Regions from separate parts of the Hordeum vulgare genome. Here region 1 is linked to region 2. Evidence: chromatin contacts called from public Hi-C data. All regions are on one chromosome and are shown on one strand. Each heading gives the region's core, a stretch centred on a gene start, on an enhancer-like site or on the middle of the called end of the contact. The rest is flanking DNA. Distances are from core to core; before and after follow the strand shown.

Region 1 (6,433 bases), core at 2,142-4,641, 380 kb after region 2:
CTCGTTCTATCGACAACTTTATACATCGCGTGGACATTATCCGATGGATGAGTTGCTGGACTCGGTCCCTGTCAAAGTCACAGGGGACATGAATGAGGCGCTGACAAAACCCTACACAGAAGAGGAAATTTCTTTTGCTCTTTTCCAAATGGTGCCCTCCAAAGCACCTGGGGTTGATGGTTTCACGGCGGGCTTATTCCAGAGACACTGGCAACTTTTAAAGATTGATATTGTACCAGCTCTTCTGGACTTTCTAAATGGGGGAGACCTTCCTGAAGGTATGAATGATACTTCGATCACGCTGATCCCAAAAGTACCGTTTCCTCAGCGAATTACTCAGTTTCGTCCTATCTCTCTTTGCCCAGTTCTATATAAAATTGGGGCAAAGGCTATTGCTAATCGTTTGCGGGTATGCTTGAATGAAGTTATAGGGGAGGAGCAAAGTGCTTTTGTCCCTGGCAGGCTTATAACTGATAATGTGCTGATTGCATATGAGAGTGTGCATGCGATGAAGCGTCGGAAGACAGGGAAAAATGCGGTGTGTGCTGTCAAGCTGGACATGATGAAGGCATACGATCATGTGGAGTGGCACTATCTGGAGGCTATTATGCTCCGGCTAGGGTTTGATGTGGAGTTCGTCCAGCTGATCATGAAGTGCGTCTCCTCGGTGCGCTTCTCGGTACGGGTTAATGGGGATCTTCGTCCCTTCTTCACCCCTACATGTGGGCTTCGACAAGGCAATCCCGTGTCGCCATATCTCTTTCTACTTTGTGCAGAAGGTTTCACCTCTCTATTGAACTTTTATGGAGGGGCACAAGTGGATAGGGGAATTCGGGTTAGCTATCAGTCTCCCTGGATTAATCACCTTTTGTTTGCGGATGATAGTCTCATCTTCATGCAGGCATCGGTACACAGTGGATGCAGGTTGAATGAAATTCTGGGGATCTATGAAAAGTGCTCTGGGCAGACAGTGAACAAAGACAAAAGCTCTGTTTATTTCAGCCCTAATACTCTTGATACGACTCGCCAGCAAGTTAAACTTTGTCTAAACATTGGAGTGGAAGCCTTTAGCGAAAGGTATCTTGGCCTCCCAACGGCGGTTGGTCGAATCACCAGTGGCACTTTCGATCACATCCGAGAGCGAATTCGCACAAAACTGCAAGGAGGTGTAGAAAGGATGCTTTCTTGTGTAGGTCGAGAGGTGAGACTAAAATCAGTTGCCCAAGCGATCCCGACGTATAGTATGTCTTGCTTCAAGTTGACTAAGAAGGTTTGCAAAGGCCTTGTTTCGCTTATGGCGAGGTACTGGTGGAGTTCTTCTGTGGATCGGCGGTCTCTGCATTGGCTGTCATGGGATGCCTTGTCTGAACCGAAGGGAAGAGGGGGCATGGGCTTTCGTGACTTGGAAAGCTTTAACTTGGCGCTGTTGGGGAAGCATGGTTGGAGACTAATGACAGATCCTACCTCCCTGTGTGCTCGTGTTCTAAAAGGTAGATACTACCCGAGGGGTGATTTTATGCACGCCACGGTGCCAAAGAGTTCTTCTGTGACTTGGCGTGCTATCACCGAAGGGAGGAAAGTGCTGCAGCTAGGGCTGATTAAGAGAGTTGGGGCGGGGTCTACAATTTCCATTTGGGATGATTGTTGGATCCCTTCCCTGCCAGCAATGAAACCTGCTCGCTCGGACAATCACCAGCTACGACAGGTTTCTGAGTTGATAGATCCTTACACAGGCACATGAAATATTGATCTTGTTCGGCAGGTATTTCCTACTGTTGAAGCGGATGCAATTCTGAATATTCCCCTTAGGTCGGAGGGAGGGGAGGATGTTTTGGCCTGGGCTCCCGAAGAATCCGGTCTATACTCTGTTAAAACAGCTTACCGATCTCTGATGACACAAATTGAGCTTCGAGCTCGAGAAGAGGGGACAATAACAACTACTCCATTGTTAGAACAACAGATGTGGGCAAAATTATGGAGCTCAAGGTGCTTCCAAAGGTGAGAGTTTTTGGTGGAGGGTTTTACGAGGAATTCTTCCTGTTGAATCCGTCCTCAAGCACAGACATATATCAAATGATAGTGCATGTAAGCTTTGCCTTAACCCAGATGAGACTCTCAGACATGCTTTACTGGAGTGCTCCCATGCAAGGAAATTTTGGGATATTGCCCCAAATTGGTTGGAAGTATCTCGACCTGATGTGAATCCCCAGACATGGAAGATTGATATCCTATGTGACGACCGGTATTCGGAGTCGGAGAGGGCCAAATTGGTGTCAATTATGTGGTCTATTTGGACTTCGCACAATAACATTACGCATGACAGGGGCCCTGTGAGCCCGAGCCAGTCGATGATCTGGACTAGAGATGCCCTAGCGATGCTGGACATCCCTCGCAACCAGGCGCTTACCTTACCTAGGCATGGATGGAGACCACCCGATCAAGGTACAATAAAAATTAACGCTGATGGCAGTATAGCAGAGGTGGAGGTGGAGGGGTTGCTCGCTCGCAACAGGCCTTCATCGCCGCTTGGTGCAAACCTTTCGAAGGAGTGACAGATCCGTTGGTGGCTGAAGCCTTGGCATTGCGGGAAGGTGTTCGCTTTGCTCGCCTGCGAGGTTTTTCAAGAGTGGTTTTGGAGACAGATAGCTTGGAACTGGTCCAGCTATGGTTTTTGCGCGACAATTCTCGTTCACTTGTGGTGCCGATCATGGATGAAATAGGGGAGAACGTAGCTTTCTTTTCGTCTTTTTGTATTCAGCATTGTAATCGTGCAGCTAACACGCCTGCCCACTTGTGTGCAAAACATGCTAGCAATCGAGAGGTGTCGGAGTGTTGGATGCATATGCAACCTAGCTTCCTTGTAACTTGCCTCCAGGCAGACTTTGCCGGGGCTTTTGCTGAATAAATCCCCATATTTCAAGCTTAAAAAAAAAAGGAAGACAATACAGCACAAGTCGATGAATCCCAAAGCCGCTAGTACAATCTTTACACGAGTGCGTCCTTGCTTTACTTGCTTTCCTTTCACCTATAATCAGTGGGAGTTGTAAAGCAAAGGAACCGAGGAGAGGATAATGCCTAGCCAAGGAAGGGAGCCCAACCTAGCAAGATATTCCTGATCGAACAGCTTTTGTCACGATAGCACACGTTCACAGAAAATAATGGTACCCCTTACTTCACAAGTGTGGAATAGTCTCATCCCATGAACCTACCTTTTGTTTTTTCCACAGAAGAAAATTTCATCTATTTTGGCGTTTTAATTCGGCAGACAAGTTGATCCGGATACAGCTCACCAAAATCCAACCAAGAAAAAAAGAAAACGAGCTGGTGGAGTGCTACTCCAGGCACCCGCAAAAAAAAAAAAAAAAAAAAAAAGCTACTCCAGGCACAGACACCCGGCCGAAAGAAACCAACAAGCGTGTGCCGGGCCAGGAAGGAAGACAGCACTTCACCAACCAAGAGAAATCTCCTCGCCTCAAGCAACACTCGACTTGTAGGCTGGCCTCGGCCACATCGATCTCTCGGCCTCTCGAGTAGGAGTACCAGTGGACAGTGGTGGCGGGGCCGAATGGTGGTCTCCGTGAGCGCAGGCGGTGGCGTGGCGGACGGGTTGCCGACTTTGGGTTCTTCGGCCTCTCCTGCCCATTCTTGGCCCGCTTGATGATGCCCAGGTGAGCATGGTTGATAAGATAAGGTGTCTGTAGTTTGAGGCTGTGTGGTTTATATCTGCCTGCTGGTGGTGTTCGTGAGAGTGCACGCTAGTTGCTTGTGTATTTGCCTACCAAGGCTCACATCGATAAGATGCGTGCTGTGTCACTCACACGGTGCTCCCATGGAAGACACCGGAGTTATTTGCCCCAGATGTGATCAGTGTTAGTGTGTTCAACGTGTTTGCCTGTGGTTGGTAGGTGAACCAAGTTATGGTTTCTTGGTTCTCTTGGATGAATGTCGCTCACAATTGAAGCCAAACTGCTGGTCTTTATCATCCTCTATCTATAAACTGGACTGCCCCATCTCTGCTTCCAGTCTGTGCCCTATGAAATCTGGATCGTCTCTTTTTTCTTGATCATCATATATACAGTTTTGTGTAAGTATTATTTTGTTTTGTCAATGTATCATCGATACTCTGGGAAACATCCCGTACTCAAGGTTGCTTCCTAGAATAAGTATCATATGTTTGAGCTTTGGAGGTAATGTTAATGGACCCCAATATCCAGCGAGCATCAGATTTTTTGGCGTGGCAATCCAATGTTTTTTCATGGCAAGTTGTGTTTGCCGAGGATGACAAGTTAAGTTGGCGAGCATGGCAAATCCCCATCAGTTCATTTCTTGCCAGGAAATTCCAGTGCTTGCAAACTAAATTTACCATCCCCGCGCCAATAGAAATTGCCATGAAAAACATTCGATTTACCATGTCTAGCATTTGGGATGTTAATTGCACTCAGACACCAATCAATTGCTTTATAACGGTCATTCATTTCATATATTATGAACAAATTGATCGTTTAAACTTCCTGAATTCTGTAGATAAACTTCTTTTTAACATTCTTATCAATGTTGAATTAGGTTTTTCGTGTTGCTGGTCTGGTCTATGAGCTGGAAGTGACTGTCCAGTTGTCGGTCAGGTAAACGATCTGTAACTCGGTGTTTAATTCTTGTATAATTCTATAATCAGTGAAGACAAAGATCTCTACATGATCTTGTGCCATTTTGTTACATTTTAGTGAAGGGATTATGTTAGTACTGTATTTTATTTTTTTCTGGACTGCCATCAGCACTTTCTTGGTTTCTAGTAAAGCCAGTCTTGTGTGATTTGCTTGAATAACCTTTATGTAACTGGCCATTTTCTTCTCTTTTTGGTAACCTTGATGATGGCTTTATGTGTTCTTACCAATTTGTTGTTCAATCTCTTGATTTCTTTATACTTAGTCTGACAATATCACCGCAATCCTATTATTTCTGAAGATGTGCTGCAAGGATGACCTAATGCTGAAGCGTTTCCTGGTTGCAGGGAAATCAAAATGTCAACGAGTGAAAACTTACGGGTGGAGTTATTGTCCAGGACTCCGCCTTTTGGTTTGAGACTATGGGTTGTGCTTGGCATAAGCATTTGGGCTGCCATTCTGTTTGTCCTAGGCCTCATATGCTTCCTGTTGATATACTGGAGGAGACGAGGGAATCATCATGATATTGCTGAACCTGAGATCCCAGATGTCACCAAAGAGATTGCAGTAGATGAAGTTGGTAGCCGAGCTTTCGTGGACAACATCTGTGCTCCAGAAAGTCACATCTTTCCAGTGAAGGAGAGAGATCCAGAGAAAGAATCGCAGAGAATGTCTGCTCACTTGATTACGAGCAAATCAATTGATGATCATAATTTGATTGAGTGCAGCTCAGTGCACCAATATGATAGGTCCCAGGGGTTATACTCTGGTGATGAAGGCAGTTCAGCATATGATAAGAGGGAATACTCTCAGTGTGGCACCATGTCCATGTCTCCTCGGGGGGGTCTCCCAGAGTTCTCTCACCTGGGTTTGGGTCATTGGTATACTCTCAGAGAGTTGGAGCATTCAACAAATGGGTTCTCTAACGAGTATATCATTGGAGAGGGCGGATATGGGGTTGTTTATCATGGCTGTCTTGTAAATGGAACTGATGTTGCAATCAAAAAACTTTTTAATAACGTGTAAGAGACATTAACGTAGATTCTTACCATAAAGAATAACTTCTTATAGACCACAAAATTACATGCTGTGAGTAATATACTATTGACTTCTGTGAAATCTTGGTATGGTTTTCCAGGGGCCAGGCAGAGAAAGAGTTCAGGGTCGAAGTTGAGGCCATTGGTCATGTTAGGCATAAGAATCTGGTGCGACTTCTGGGTTACTGTGTCGAGGGAAGCCACAGGTGAATATTTGTTTACACTCTGTTAACCAGACTTTTTTTTGTCCCTTCCATTCACCAATATTCGTCAAGCTGTAGTCCCACATATTTGTTAAGCACGGATGGTTACATTACTATATATTTTCATGTGTATTCTTTTATTCTTGTTACAGTCTTGAGTTGAATTTGAAAGTTCTTTCCTTAAAAGTTGTAGATATCAATCTGTATGATTGGAAGGCATACTTCCAATGGTTATGTAGCATGCACTGATTACCAAAATCTTGATACAGATTAGGAGATTTTGTCATCTCAAATCTACCGAGGAAAATTGTATATAATCTGATACCGCCACTAGCCCCACATAGAAATATGCAACATTGTTGTCTATCTGAAAGTCTACAAGAGTTTTCAGTTGTTATCTTAGTGTGCTCGATGCTTATTATGTTGTTCAGTTGTGAAATGTTGAATATGAGGTATCAAGGCATCATTTAGAATCATTTTATGAATTAGTAACTAGTAAGAGATTTATGATAAGCATTCATCCGTTTTATAT
Region 2 (6,494 bases), core at 413-2,912:
ACTGAATTAAGTACACAGTTATACTTGTTTATCCTCGAATAGTGTCTCCTTGCTCAATTTCTTTCGTTTAATGTGCCAATATCTTTCATAAGAATGAACTAGTTGTTCACCCCTGACGTAATTTGAGTTGTGATGATGGCATTATTATTTCTTACATATTATTGAAGTTGTAATTTGTTTTTTGGTGCATAACTCAGAGTGCTGATGATGAGATCCTGGTGAGAGATGTCCTTTATGATGCTTTGATCTTGGTGGATTATTCATTCCTCAATGGAGCTGAAGTTGATCAAGCTGATAGTTCCCTTTTGCCTATTTTTGTGTCAAGATTGGTTATAACTCTTGATGCCATCAATGATGCCAGGTGATAAAGAGTTGTTTTACCTAAACTTGGCTGGTTGAAAGAAATTTTCATCTGATCTGTTTATTTATTTATTTTTCGAAATAGGGGCAAAGGAGATCAAGGGAGAGCAATGTCGTTTATCAACGCCTTCTCGACTTCCAATATTCCCATTTACCTTGCTAGGTGGGCTGCTCGTCAAGCTGGCACCGACCAACTGGGCAAACCAATTGCTATCACACCTCGAGCTTTTCTGAGTATGTACATATTTGACACGATCCTGTCAATTTTAAGTAACAATAGATGCTTGTTATTGTGTTCTATAGAGTCGGTGCTGAAGTTGTACGTGGTTTCTTTTCACAGAGTGGCTTGTAGATCTTGAAGATAAGGGGCTCAAAGTCTTTGGAGAGAACTGTTCAAGGATTAGGGAGAGGCTAATGCATGATGATCCCAAGAATGGTTATCACTATCAGAGCAAGATGAATCATTCAGACGCTGACCTTTTCTTCATTGACAAGCAGAGTCACCAGGAGGGTATATACACAAAAGGTGGGGAGGATGAAGAAGCCGTGGAGATGGAGACAGCTGATAACGCTTTCATGGCTGCTGCTCAGTCGATGAAGGTGACGGCGAATGGCATGAGGAAAAGGAAGGACTGTGGAAATGAAGACGCTTCAGTTGTGAAGTTTGTGAAGTACAAGGCTGAAGACAGCTCGGTTAAGGATCACTTCTCGTCTGCTGCTACCAATGGCGGCATGAGCAGTGGTAGCGAGGTGGAGAACCCACAGTCAGATGATGAGATGGAAGAAACAGCTTGATATGGGTAGAAGGCGATGGATTCACTCACTAATGCTTACTTGGGGAGAGACGTTTTGGGACAAGTGCCTTTCTGGAGTCTGCAAGACTGTTTGCTGTTTTGGTTTCCGCCTCTTAATGATGTCATGAAGTAGTAGTATCTGGTGTGGTTCCTGCTCGATGACGATGAGTTGAAGCGGGTTCCTGCGGTCCGACTCCAGCAGGCTTACGGATATAGTAGTAACTGGTAGCTAACCTAACTTGGCGCGTGATGCCATGAGCTATATCGTCATGTTCCTTGTTATGTGCAATTAGAGACTTTCAACATGTAGATTTGCTTCCAAGACTTCTATCATAGAAGAGTACCTTTGCTGTTATCCCACGGTACCATCTTGAATTAATGAATCTCGGCTACCTTTTAGTTCGAAATTACTCCTACTGTGGATGTTGGATATTGTGCCTGGCGTTTATTTGTCAGCAAAAATCCAAGAGTACTTTTATTTTTGTGGTGGTCTGAGATGTACTTTTTGGTCGCCCAACGACATATCTTGGCATGCTGGCTTTTTTTATTTACGTGCTGTAATTTTATTTTGTATCTATATACTCGGTGTTATTTCTGGTCTCCTGTTGCTTTTGGTTCAACACGGGCAGTTTCTTTGCTCCCTGAAAAACAAAACAATACTTTGCTAGTTTGCCTGCAGGCGTCTTCGTGTTTTTTCCCCTTTGAGTTTTAATTTTGCTAACCACATATCCCATGCGGTGGCATCTTCGTGGTCATTGCCCACTCTACTCTTACGTTCTCGCAGGCCAAATTCATGTCTTCCCTCGCTCTTTTTCACGGCCCATTCTCCTACCACCGGGATCCTCCCTCGTCGCCGACTGCCACCTCTCCACGGCGGACGCGACTCGCGGCGCACTCTTCTCCTTCCCACCCCAACTCTCTCCTCCCTGACGCGCAAGCCGATGAGCTCCGGTCGCACGCAGCGGCGCTGCAGGGCTGCGCCGTCCGCCGAGCGCTCCGCTGCGGACAGGAGCTCCACGCGCGGCTGCTCCGCTCCGCGCGGCAGCCGGACACGTTTCTCCTCGACTCGCTCCTCAACATGTACTGCAAGTGCGGCCGCCTGGAGGACGCACGAAGGGTGTTCGACGGAATGCCACACAGGGACGTCGTCGCCTGGACCGCCCTCTTATCCGCCCACACCGCCGCGGGAGATGCCGAGGAGGCTCTGTACCTGTTTTGTCAGATGAACCAACAGGGCCTTGCGCCTAACGTGTTCGCGCTCTCTTCGGTGCTCAAGGCCTGCTCGGTGATGAGCTCACGCTCCGAGTTCACGCGTCAGGTGCATGCTCAGGTGGTTAAGTTGAAAGGTCTGGATGATCCCTACGTTGGCTCGTCCCTTGTTCAAGCTTACACGAGCCGTGGGGAGGTGGACGCTGCTGAGACAGTGTTGCTCGGCTTGCCCGAACGAAGTGATGTGTCATGGAATGCTCTGCTCACTGAGTATGCTCGGCAGGGTGACTACAGAAAGGTCATGCATGTTTTCCATAAGTTGTCGGAATTTGGTGATGAGATAAGCAAGTATACTTTGCCTGCTCTTCTCAAGTGTTGTGTGGAACTCGGTCTTGCGAAATCTGGCCAGGCTCTTCATGCTTTGGTGGTCAAGAGAGGGCTGGAAACCGATGACGTCCTCAACAATTGCCTTGTTGAGATGTACTCGAGATGTCTGTCTGCTCAAGAGGCCTACCAAGTCTTTGTCAGGATAGATGAACCTGATGTGGTGCATTGCAGTGCCATGATCTCTTCTTTCGGTCGACATGGTATGGCTGGGGAAGCATTTGATCTTTTGGTAAAGATGTCAGACACGGGAGTCAAACCAAACCAATATACATTTGTGGGTATTGCTGGTGTTGCATCAAAGACTGGTGATGCAAACCTTTGTCGCTGCGTTCATGCTTATGTTGTGAAAAGTGGACTGGCTATGCCAAAGTTAGTGGCTGATGCCATTCTAAATATGTATGTGAAAGTTGGTGCTGTTCAAGACGCAACAGTCGCTTTCCATCTTATGCATGAGCCTGACACATTTTCGTGGAACACATTTCTCTCTGGATTTTATAGTGGAAGCAGCTGTGAGCAGGGTTTGACAATTTTCAAGCAGATGAAGTGCGAGGACTTTCCAGCCAACAAATATACTTACGTAGGTGTTTTGAGATGCTGCACTAGCTTGATGAACCTCATGTATGGCATTCAGGTTCATGCATGTATTCTGAAAAGTGGGTTGCAAAGCGATAATGATGTTTCAAGAATGCTACTTGACATGTATGCACAATCTGGCTCCTTTACAAGTGCGTGCCTGGTATTTGATCGTCTTGAAGAAAGAGATGCTTTCTCGTGGACAGTGATTATGTCGGGATATGCTAAAACGGATGATGCTGAGAAGGTGATGGAATGTTTCCGTTCAATGTTGCAAGAAAACAAAAGGCCTAATGATGCCACACTAGCAGTTTCATTGACTGTTTCCTCTGATATGGCATCCTTAGGCAGTGGGCTCCAGCTTCATTCATGGGCCATCAAGTCTGGCTGGAGGAACAGCTCTGTTGTTTCTGGTGCTGTAATTGACATGTATGTGAAGTGCGGTAACATAACGGATGCTGAGATGCTATTCTATGAGTCAGAAAAATGTGATCAAGTTGCATGGAATACACTCATCTGTGGTTACTCTCAACACGGTCATGGGTACAAGGCACTGGACACTTTCAGACGGATGGTAGATGATGGGAAAAGGCCTGATGATATCACATTTGTCGGTGTCCTCTCAGCGTGTAGCCATGCAGGATTACTTGACGAGGGAAGGAAGTACTTTCAATTGTTGAGTAGTGTCTATGGAATTACTCCTACGATGGAGCACTATGCTTGCATGATTGATATTCTGTCCAAGGCTGGAAGGCTAGCTGAGGCTGAATCTCTTATCAGTCAGATGCCATTAATCCCGGATTCATCCATATGGAGGACGATTTTGGGAGGTTGCAGGATACATGGAAATGTCGAGATTGCTGAGAGAGCTGCAGAAAGATTGTTTGAGTTAGAGCCTGAGGATGTTTCTTCTTCTATATTGTTATCAAATATTTATGCAGATTTAGGAAGGTGGAGTGATGTTACTAGACTTAGGAATATGCTACTGGATCATGGAGTAAAAAAGGAACCAGGGTGTAGCTGGATTGAAGTCAATGGCCAGGTTCAGGTATTCCTATCGCAAGATGGATGTCCAAAATATTAATAATTTTTTGCGACGTGCCGCAATCTGAAATGCCACCATGGACGGTGCCCATACATAAACTATGATGAGACCAGGAGCTGGTTTGAAGTAGATATGGCTAGTTCTGTAGGCTGATACAAAGTGCCAAGGTAAGTCCTGTTTATAAATAAGATCGCTGAAAATGCCACACCTGCATTAGCAGATCACTACCACTTGTTACACTGTTGACTGTTTTATCTCATTTATACCGAGCTGACTGAAACATGCTGTTGGGTCCCTGAACTTGCCTGAAGAGTTACATAAGAGACACAATGTGCAGAAAATCCACCGACATACATAATCGGTGCAATGCAATTGTTATTACATCACGAATTAGGATGAATTCTGACCGAGGACAGTTCCTTAGCCGAGGCATGTGGAAATAGTCACGCAATATTGCCTGTACCGTGAGCTAAGATATGGTTACAAATCAATTTGGGACAGGGAGAGTCTGATGGTGACCTAGTTCCGTTGATACTGGATTGCTCATCTCGCATTTGTAGTCCAATTGGGACGCCTGTGCATGCAAGGTGATTAGCTTGTTCACCAACTTAAGAAGGATCCTTCCGAAATCCTCGTCACTACACCATGGATGAACCTCAGCTTTGATAAGCTGGGGATCGCTGCTGATGAGATTCCAGAGGGGGTAATTCTCCTTTGGCATGACATAGTCCCCTTCCCTTAGCTTAAGGGAGGGGCAGTAATCCCCCTTCCCGTCACCGATGTAGATGAAGTGCTTGTTCTTGGCACTGTCTGCCTCTTGAATCCTCTGGATTATCTTGCCCTGCACATGGCAAGTAAAATTTTAGTTCATGGGGTTTTCATTGTGCACACCACTTTTCATGAGTAATGCACCGAGGATTCAGCACAAACAATACTATTTCATCAATAGTTTGACAACACATCATGCCTAATACAGTAATAAGATTCTAAATGCAGAAGACATCATTATGTATAGTGAGTGACATAAATTGTTTCTTTTGTCTCCATTACCCACGTGCATCGAGTGAATCTGTGAATTAACACGTGAACTGATCTGCCATCCTACTGTCCATACCTTGCACATGTTGTCAGGGCACATGCTGCAGCCATGGGGCGAGCTGGTGGGATCATGGAACGGCGAGATCCTGAGCCTCCCTTGGGCGTCCACGCGCGCGGGGTTGGTGTTGATCTCAGAGAAGCAGCCGAGGACACCGTGATGCTCCAGGACGGTCGCGATGAAGAAGGAGTTGGCGTCGCTCACCACCTTCAAATCACACCTGCAACGTACACCTACCACCATCAAGATCCAACCACCGGCCGCGTGAGAGATCAAGAACACATCGGCAAATCGGCATCCGTCCATGTCCATACCCTAATGCCGACGCCGTCCGGATGGCGGAGAGGACGTGCGCGTCGAGCGGCGCGCTCCTGAGGCACTCGCGGATGTCGTCGGCCGACCTCCCCTGCGCGTGGAGCTCCCCCATCATCCTGTCCTGGAGGTCGACATCAAGGCCTCAGCCGGGAGAAGCGGCATGTCTAGGCGGGTGTGTGGGCGGTGTCGTGTTCGTACCATGAGGGAGTTCCAGCGCATGGTGGGGCGCAGGCGTTTGAAGGCGTCGGCGGCCCCGAGCTTGGTGATGACCCAGTCGTCGCTGTCCCACTGGATGATGGTCTTGTCGAAGTCGAACAGCACCACCACGGCGGCGGCGGCGGGAGCGGCCATCTTCGGCAAGGGAAGAGACGGCAGATGGGACGGTGGTTCCGGTCTCCGACGTTTGCAATACGAGACTCCGGCGTGGCTTTTGTTTCTTCGTTTGTCCACACCGCCACATGTGACCTTTCTCTTTGTGAAGAATCGATTGTCAAGAAACGAGAGAATCGAACAAAATGAATCAACTCTTATCTTATTCCATTGATGTTCAACATATTTATACAAGAAGAAAGGACGCGATGAAGAGATGCGTCCGTTCGTGAAGGGATGCGTGGTATGTCGGTTGCCATTCTACTAACCGACATAGATTATTACATGGGAGGATTATCCCTTTTATTTAATCTACTAATTAAATCCTAACACTCCCCCTAATCCT

Evidence for each region. A called contact is a pair of places that touch in the nucleus more often than the background predicts.
Region 1: a contact with region 2 is called in a Hi-C map of leaf, with 4 times the contacts expected there. The contact joins the promoter of LOC123443838 here to the promoter of LOC123443832 in region 2. A contact is called at or near these places in 3 of 6 Hi-C or Micro-C datasets (leaf and seedling).

What each region holds. Positions count from the first base shown.
Region 1 is chr3H:349,743,485-349,749,917 of MorexV3_pseudomolecules_assembly, forward strand. LOC123443838 (probable receptor-like protein kinase At2g42960) reads left to right here and starts at 3,392. Exons shown (of 9, transcript XM_045120365.1): 1 at 3,392-3,668; 2 at 4,564-4,622; 3 at 5,009-5,683; 4 at 5,800-5,904. The coding sequence starts at 5,019.
Region 2 is chr3H:349,364,535-349,371,028 of MorexV3_pseudomolecules_assembly, forward strand. It overlaps LOC123443832 (pentatricopeptide repeat-containing protein At4g13650-like), which reads left to right and starts at 1,663. Exons shown (of 1, transcript XM_045120359.1): 1 at 1,663-4,437. The coding sequence starts at 1,948. The coding sequence ends at 4,407. It overlaps LOC123443833, which reads left to right. Exons shown (of 5, transcript XM_045120360.1): 3 at 198-361; 4 at 446-594; 5 at 701-1,561. The coding sequence ends at 1,155. LOC123443834 (thiamine phosphate phosphatase-like protein) reads right to left here and starts at 6,219. Exons shown (of 4, transcript XM_045120362.1): 1 at 5,978-6,219; 2 at 5,779-5,900; 3 at 5,483-5,684; 4 at 4,603-5,209. The coding sequence starts at 6,130. The coding sequence ends at 4,856.